3 separate regions of the Anas platyrhynchos genome follow, and regions 1 and 3 are each linked to region 2. A link is a contact called in public Hi-C data. All regions are on one chromosome and are shown on one strand. The core of a region is the stretch at or near the end of the contact, and the rest is flanking DNA. Distances in the headings are between cores, read along the strand shown. Region 1 holds the start of CAMK1D (calcium/calmodulin dependent protein kinase ID). Region 2 holds the start of OPTN (optineurin). Region 3 holds the start of NUDT5 (nudix hydrolase 5).

The links. Hi-C and Micro-C count contacts between places; a contact is called where the count stands out from the background.
Region 1: a contact with region 2 is called in a Hi-C map of subcutaneous adipose tissue, with 2.8 times the contacts expected there. The contact joins the promoter of CAMK1D here to the promoter of OPTN in region 2. A contact is called at or near these places in 3 of 8 Hi-C or Micro-C datasets (liver, skeletal muscle and subcutaneous adipose tissue).
Region 3: a Hi-C map of subcutaneous adipose tissue shows a contact between it and region 2, with 2.4 times the contacts expected there. The contact joins the promoter of NUDT5 here to the promoter of OPTN in region 2. A contact is called at or near these places in 5 of 8 Hi-C or Micro-C datasets (F1 follicle, liver, skeletal muscle and 1 more).

Annotation. Positions count from the first base shown.
Region 1 is chr1:6,717,367-6,720,066 of IASCAAS_PekinDuck_T2T, reverse strand. CAMK1D (calcium/calmodulin dependent protein kinase ID) reads right to left here and starts at 1,354. Exons shown (of 11, transcript XM_027460556.3): 1 at 970-1,354. The coding sequence starts at 1,061.
Region 2 is chr1:7,015,860-7,018,559 of IASCAAS_PekinDuck_T2T, reverse strand. It overlaps OPTN (optineurin), which reads right to left and starts at 1,435. Exons shown (of 14, transcript XM_027460521.3): 1 at 1,304-1,435; 2 at 278-457. The coding sequence starts at 443.
Region 3 is chr1:6,660,350-6,663,049 of IASCAAS_PekinDuck_T2T, reverse strand. It overlaps NUDT5 (nudix hydrolase 5), which reads left to right and starts at 1,307. Exons shown (of 10, transcript XM_038184898.2): 1 at 1,307-1,439. CDC123 (cell division cycle 123) reads right to left here and starts at 1,374. Exons shown (of 13, transcript XM_005018841.6): 1 at 1,145-1,374; 2 at 1-30. The coding sequence starts at 1,374.

The DNA of each region.
Region 1 (2,700 bases), core at 105-2,604, 300 kb after region 2:
TCGAGATGTGCTCAAAGTTGACTTTACACCAGGAGGGGACATGGCCAGAAAGCACCTGTCCTGTCCAACCCAGCGCTCACGTCCTCGCCCACCCACACGGCAGCCCGCACCCTGCCCTTCCCCAGCAACCGCGGCTCTCTGCCTCTACAACATCCGACGAGCGAAAATTTCTCTCAACAGAAATAAAACTCCCCGCTCAGCCAAAAAAGCATCAGCCTGCACCCTGCTCCCTTCCACCATCTGCGCATGTTTATTCTGAGCCTTCCGAAAAAAAAAAAAAAAAAAAGAAGAAAAAAAAAACTCTAACGTTTTACTAATCTTTATGCCCCGCCACTATAAATAACAGAAATAAAGCCCAACAACAGTTAAGCATCGTAGCTAAAACACATCCAATCCACTCCGATTATTTCTGCTCGTCTGTCCACGAATGGATGCAGCCATCGGCTTTAGGGGACAGCACGCAAGTCAGACCGCATTTATTTACAGCTGCACCGTCAAGAAAAAGCCTTTCCCCTTCTCCCCATCCTATTAGCATTTTAAACCGTAGGGGGGGGGTCTTTCTTTCTTTCTTTTTTCTTTTTTCTTTTTTTTTCCTTTTTCTTTTTCTTTTTTTTTTCCTTTCTCTTTTTTCTTTTTCCTTTTTTTTCCCTTTTTCTTCTTTTTTCTTTTATCTTTTTATTTCTTTCTTTCTTTTTCTTTTTTTTATTTCTTTTCTCTTTTTCTTTTTTTTTTTTTTTAATTTCTTTTTAGGGGATAGCCCCAGCCGCCTGCCCCGCAGCCATCCTCACCCCTCACCTCCTACCAAACCCCCGGTACCGTTTGGTCCCGGGATTCCCAAAATCCCGGCTCGCTGCCGGCCGGGATGCTCGGAGCGACCCCGGCGGCTGCCCCCGCGCAAATCCCCCCCGCGCAAATCCCGCGCAGCCCGGGGACGGCGCCTCCCGCCCCGCTCCGCTCCCCTCCACCTACGTCCCCAGCGTCTCCTTGAACTCGAAGATCTTCTTGATGTCCTCCGCCTGCTTCTTCCAGGAGCCGCCGCCGTCCCCGTTCTCCCGGGCCATGGCCGCTCCGCGCAACCCCGCGCAGCCCCGCGGATGCCGGGCGGCACCGAGCCGCCTGCGGCTTTTGCTTTCTCTTCTGAGAAAGCAGCGGCTGCTGCTGCTGCCTCTGCCGGCTCTTGCTCTTCTTCCTCCTCCTCCTCCTCCTCCTCCTCCTCCTTCTTCTCCTCCTCCTTCTCCCCTTCCTCCTCCTCCTCCTCCTCACACTTCCTGCCCGCCGCCGCTTTTATTTCCTCCGCGCTCCGGCGGGCTCCACGAGTGCCACTTTTCCTGGGCTATTTCCTCCCAACTTTCTCTGCCCCCCCCCCCTTCCCCTCGTCCTTTCCTCCCCCCCTCGCCCCTCCCCGTGCCGCCCCCGGGGCTGCCCCGTGTCCCCCCCCACCTCCTTCAGCACCCTCAGGGACACTTCGCTCCCCCCACCCCGGGAGGAAAAGTCCCTTTTTTTTTCTTTTTTCTTTTTTTTTTTTTTTTGGAGGGAGGTCACTAATTTTTCCCCCCCTCCCTACCCCCCCGCTGTCCCCAAGTAGGGCGTGCGGGGGCCCCGTTGGATGCTCCGAGCCTCCCGGGCGCGGTGCGGCTGTGCGCGGTTGTTATGGCAATGGGAGGAGGAGGAGGAGGAGGAGGAGGAAGAAGAAGAAGAGGAGGAGGAAGAAGAGGAGGAGGAGGCAGCCCCGCCGCTGCTCTGCTGCCTGGCGCTGCCCCTCCTGACTGAATGACTGGAGATAATTCGCATTGCACCAAAACCGCGCACGTCAAACGGGAGGGGAGGGAAAGCAAAGAGAAAAAAAAAAAAAAAAAAAAAGGGAAAGCAGGGGGAAAGGAAAAATAAAAAAAAAAAAATAAAAACCACACCGCAGGCGGCAGGCCGGGGTGCTCCGGAGCTGCGCGGGGGTTGCGCGGGGGATGCGCGGGGGATGCGCGGGGTTTGCGCGGGGTTTGCGCTGGGGTTGCGGTGCCCACCGTGAGCGCAGCCGCTCCGTGGGGGCCAAAAGTGGCCCCCAGCCCCTTGCCCACCCCGCAGCAGGGATGAGGGGCAGGATGCGCCCCCGGTGACACGGCAGAAATGCGCGCTGTCCCCGTGGGTAGGTTTCCAGCCAATGTCTTGCAAATCGGTAAAGCGCAAAAAAAAAAAATAAAAATCAAAAAGTGGATTTCTCCTCCAAGTTGGGAACTAAAGAGGCAGGTGCGGACCCACGGGTGTTTTCGGGGGCGGCTCAAACCCTCGGTTATCAAATGAGGTGGCTGAAAATGAGGCGTGACACGACTAAATAGCATCGACTCATGAATGTGCGCCCAACTGCTTAAAATGCGCCGTGTCCTTTCACAAAATCCTGAAAATGCCACTCTGAAAAGGGATTTTCCATCACTGCTGAGCTCGGGAGGTTTCCCCTGCGGCTCCCACTTCCACGCGGGTTTGGTGCCTGGGGGAGCTCAGCCGGGTGGGGAGGTGTAAATTTGGGGAAAACACCGAGACAGGCCGGGGTGTTTGGGCAATGCTACCCTCTGCTGGGCACAGCCACACGGCTGAGCGTGTGCCAGCTCCTGTATTAATTAGTGCCCTCTCTAATGCAATGTTTCAGTGGCCATCCCGCTACATGGGTGGCCCAAATTGCTCGGGATTCCCTGCGATGGGTGCTTGCGT
Region 2 (2,700 bases), core at 186-2,685:
TGCTATATTGACTGTGTGTGTAGTTCTGAAGCAACTAAGTTCTGAAGCCCATAAATCGGGCTGTTCTCCCCCTAATCTTCCATACCGATTCAACTTGATGTATCCTATCAATTGGCCTTGCCACTTACAGAGTTGCTTGTACAGTGAATGCTACCCAGATAGAATATGTTATCCTGCAAGGGCAAATGAACACTGAATTCATATTCAAAGGCAAAGGAAAAAAAAATGCAGAAGGGACTCCTTTTGCATTTCCAGACAAATCTGCATTGACATTCACCTTTTAACTCATTGTTCTCAGTGATCAGTTCTTTCATCTGCTGTACCATCTCTTCAGGTGTGTATGTGCTGAGGGTGGGGGCAGCCCCACCGTCTGTCCCGTTTTCCATTTTGCTCCTGGGATGCTCTCCATTTTCTGCAGGACGGCTCTGCACCTTGCTGGACATCTCTGAAGCGACCACTACAAGGTCGGTAAAGAGAAAACTCTCATTTCTTGCCACACAGCTACTTGCAAAGAAAATACAGTGACACTTTTATTGCCTCCAGACGAGCTGCGCATCCAGTCACAGCATGCAGGGACCACCCGATCCCTCCGACCCCACTACTCCAAAACATCCACGAGTCTTTACGTCCCATTAACCCCCTCAGAGAGAGGAGTGGATGAATAAAGCTGAGACATCCACGAGCCTCTATATCCCATTTACCCCCCCCCAGAAAGAGAGGGCTGGATGAATACAGCATTTAATTCCTGAGACATCTTGGATGAATAACACTGAGATGTTGAGACGTCTCTCAGCCTAAAACCCTTCTCTGGGAGCCCCTTCCTTTGGTAACAAAACGTAAAAGGAAGCTTTAATCCTCTCCCCTGCGTACTAGGAAGCCTTTAAGGGCAGCAAAGCCGCCTTTCACCCTCTCCCCCCGTCCCTAGGGTGCACCCAGCAGCCTCCCCGGGGTTGCAGGACCCTCCCTGGGGCTGGGGGCCCCCCTTGTCCACCCACACAGCCCTACCGGGAGGCCTCGGAAAGCTCTCGGTTCCCTTTACCGCCGGGATTACATTTCCGCCGCCTCCCTGCCAGCTTTCGTTTTCTCTTGCCGTCGCAGTTCGCTTCACCGGGGGAGGCGCTGAGGCGGCCGCCTCCGCGCCCAGTCACGGCTCTCCCCTCGCCTTTGCCTTCCCCCTAGGCCCGCCCCGGAGCCGCTGAGTCACCGGCTGTGGCCGCCAGAGGCCGGCGATGGGGACAAGCGACCTCCGCGGTCCCCTCCCGGCCCCATCGCCTCAGCCGTGCCCGCCGCCGTTCCCGCTCACCCCCTTCACGCCGTGCCCATGGCGGCTCGGCTCAGCGCCGCCAGCCGCCGTCTCCGCCTTCCCCCTTCAGGGATTTCCCCAGCTCCGAGCGGCCTCTGGGCGGCACTGCCCGGCTAGGAGGGTCGGGAGAGCCTGGGTGTGTTACTGGAGGTCTCCCCGGAGCCTTCTCTTCTCCAGGCTGAGCACCCCCAGCTCCCTCAGCCTGGCTCCACAGCAGAGGGGCTCCAGCCTCTGAGCATCCTCGTGGCCTCCTCTGGACTCGCTCTGATCCATCCCTGTCCTTGTGCTGGGCCCAGAGCTGAACGCAGGCTCCAGGTGGGGGCTGAGGAGAGCAGAGCAGAGGGGGACAAGCCTCTCAGGTGCAGGACCTTGCGCTTGGCCTTGTTGAGCCTCATAATGTTCACACAGACCCACCTCTCAGGCTTCTCCAGGTTCCTTCCCTCCAGTGTGTCGACCACACCACACAGCTCAGTGTTGCCAGCAAACTTGCCGAGCATACACTCGATCCCACACTGTCCATGTCACCGCCAAAGATGTTAAACAGCACCAGTCCCAAATACCCTGCAGAAGGGAGTGTACCAAGGGCAGAGCATCCTGCTGAGCCCAGCACTGGGGCTACTGAAGAAGACAGGCTCCTCTGAGGACCTGTCCCCATCTGCCTGGGCCTCTCTTGGGTGCTGCTTCACGGGGCTCTATGTTTTTCCTGTCAGGGTAGAGGTCTCGTAGGTGGTAGAGCAGCCAAATCCCATGCAACCAAATGCTGCAAGACAGATGCAGCACACCCCACCACATCAGCCCCCCACTATGGGGCTATGGACCTCATGGACCTGCTAGGAACCATGTGTAGGGTAGGGATGGAGAAGGGAGCTCTATGTCCTTCACAGCTCCATGGCCTTGGCCCACATCAGGCAGGCTCTTTTATGTTGGATTACAGGGGCTTCCTCACGCTCTTGGTCACCATCTTCCAGCTCAGATGTCTGTGTACCCTGGGAACAATTGATCTCTCTAATAAAGACAAAAGCAAAAAAGCCATTAAATACCTCAGCCTTATCCTCATCTTTCATCACCATGTTTCCCCTCACATCCAGTGAAGGATGGAGATTCTTCTTAGTCCTCTTCCTTTTGTTGTTGATGTATTTATGAAAGCATTTTTTATTCTCTATTACTGCCCTAGCCAAACTGAGTTCCAGCTGGGCTTCTGATTTTCTCCCTAAACAACTTGACAACAGCTCTATAGTCCCGCATTGCCTGCTCCTTCCTCCAGAGTTCATAAACTTTTTTTTTTTTTTTCCGAGTTTCTGTTTAGCAAGGCTGGTCTTCTCCCCTGCCAGCTTGAGTTTCAGAGCACTGTGATGACATGCTCCTGTGCTTTCAGGATTTAATTCTTGAAGAAAGTC
Region 3 (2,700 bases), core at 58-2,557, 360 kb after region 2:
TTCACATTATCTGGGAGGGGAAGTATAACACTGGGAAAAAAAAAAGAGAATGAGTTCAGTAATTTATTATTACTTGCTAAAATAACAAAGAGTTGAATAAAAATAATAGTTTTTAAATGGAACGTATCTCAGTATCAATGTTTTATTCTCTAACGCTATGAAAAAACACGTTTCTCTTGCTCCCCTCCCATCCTTCACAAAATGCAACTCTCTTTTTCCTTTCAGGGAAGTAAAGGAGAAAGCGACAACCATCTCAGACAAAGTGCACAGAAATACTCCACTCCTTCAAACTTTTAAAAAATTCAAAGACTGCATGTGGCCAGTGAGGAGAGGAGCAGCGTGTTGTTCAAAACAAATGTTTCCCTTCTAAAATCCAAACCAAAATTTGCCTTTATCACTTGAATGTTCAAAAAATGCGTGACTGTTGCTAAATTGACCAAAAACCTACACTGGCTAAACACTAAAGTGTGTAAAGATTAAATGTTTTGGTTACCAAATGCCTGATGTCACAGCTTTCTGACCCACCAGGGCACCTTTCTCGAGTTTGACTGCCCTGAGCTGCTGGTGGGCCTCATAACCCCTGGGTAACCTGCAGCAGCACCTCAGCAACCACAGAAGCTGCTACTTTTTCCAAAAAAATAAAAATAAACAGGAACTTGAAGTTAACCACTTGGTTTGAGGGCACTCAGCCTGTTTTTTTTGAGCAACCAAGTGGGCACAAGGTGGGACGCGGACAGCCTGGGGTCCCACCAGAGCACACTGTGGAGATCACCAGCGCTCAGCCTGCACCTCGGGCCTCCCAGAGCAGCTCCCTGGGGTGGATGTCGAAGGCTCCAGCTCCTGGGGCAGCCCCTGGAGCCTCGATGGAGCCCCCTGTGCTTCCTCCCAGCCATCGCTGCCCCACGCAGGCCCTTATTTCTCACCCAGACCAGCACCAAACACCCTTCCCCGGGTCTAACCAAGCTCTCAACCAAACCCACAGGGCCACAGCCAGCCTCGCAGACGCTCCCCCAGCCTCCAAACCCACACCACCCCTCACATCGCCCCACATATCACCCTACACATCGCCCCACATATCACCCTACACACCGCCCCACACCCCCCTCACACGCCGCCCCACAGGGGCTCCTCCGACCCCACGCACCTACGGATGGTGACGGTCCTGAACAGCGGGTACCACACGGAGAAGCGGCAGTGCGCTACCTGCTCCTTCTTCATCCTCCCCTCGGCCCGGCACGGCACGGCCCGACCCGTTTCGGCCCCTTTTCTCCCCAAAAAGCTCCCTTTCCGCCCGGAACCTCCCCTCCGTTCCCGGAGCCGCCCGGGCCGGCATCGTCGGCGCACCCGACCCGGCCCCGCCTCAGCCGCCGCCATCTCGTCAGCGCCACCCGGCCGTGGCCCTGGTTCCCCAGCTCCCCTGCTGCCGCCGGGCACAGCTCGTACGTGGGGTTTTTCTGCGGGGTCACCCGCTGGGGGCGGCGTCCAGACGCCCTTTCATCCCTTTCCTTAAGTATTTCGCCGGGAGCCGCGGATTTACCCACGGAAATGTGTGTGTTTTTTTTTTTAAGCCCTCCGGTTCTGCTCTGCCTTCGAGCCCTTCCTCGGTCCGCTCGGTGCTCTCCGTGCTCAGTTCCATGTTCCACTATTTCCTCTGATCCTTATGATTTTAATTCACCCTCCTCTGCCCCTCAGGGGAGGCTGGCAGCAACACACGGGTGCTGCTAACCCTCTTCTGCTTGCACAAAGCTGCCCTTCTCTTCCCTTTTTTCTTTTCTTCTCTTCTACGTGGCAGGAACCAGTTACTTCTCCACATTCTATTCACTTCTGAGTGAGTGGGTCGTCCATACTGCTGAAATAAGGACAAAAATGAAACGTTTTCCTTCCCTTTTCCCCTCCTCTTAACTTCTGATCAGTTGATTTTGGTGCATGAATCGTGTTGCTGAAATACAGACGAACTTCAGTGCAACCTGGTGACAAAGCGGTGAATAAAAGTCTTCCCAAACTTCAGCAATGTGTGCTTTGAGCACGTATCTTAGCACTCTGCTGGATAAATTGTGCATGAAACACCCACCAGTGCCCCTTTTGCACCTTATGTGGAAGGAATCCTGTCTCTTGTTTGAGCTTAATCTTGCCTTGGGACACTGTTGCTGAGCTTCTGTTAAATCTGGTTGGAGTCATTTGGGATGTGTAGCTTGGATCAGATAATTCCCTCTGAAAAGAGGTTTAGAAAAGCTAATCCATCTATTGTGACTTGAAGAGGTTAACTTAACACCTGGCTACTCTGTAAGCTCATTCACTGGCCCCACTTGGTCTTAGATCTTAACTTTCGGGAAGGATAATGTAGGAACTGATGTCAGAAGGTTGGATATTCCCTCCTAAGGAAACCGCTCAATAAAAGAATAAGCAATGGGCATAAAGTTATACCTTTTATACATGGTATGACTTTTTTAGGTCGGAATTTGAGCCATACATGAGGCAAATGGAACAAGTAGCACAATTTGCCAGCAGTATCCTGGGATACTAACCATGAAAGTCATCAGAGAAGGTAGAAGTGGGCCAACCTTTTTTTTTTTTTCCTATAATTTATAGTTCAAATAGTTTATATTCACACTAAGAATGCTAGTAAATGTGGACATTCTGATGTATTCTTAAAGTTCTACTAATAATTATTAAGTATTTAAATTCATGGACTTCATGTAA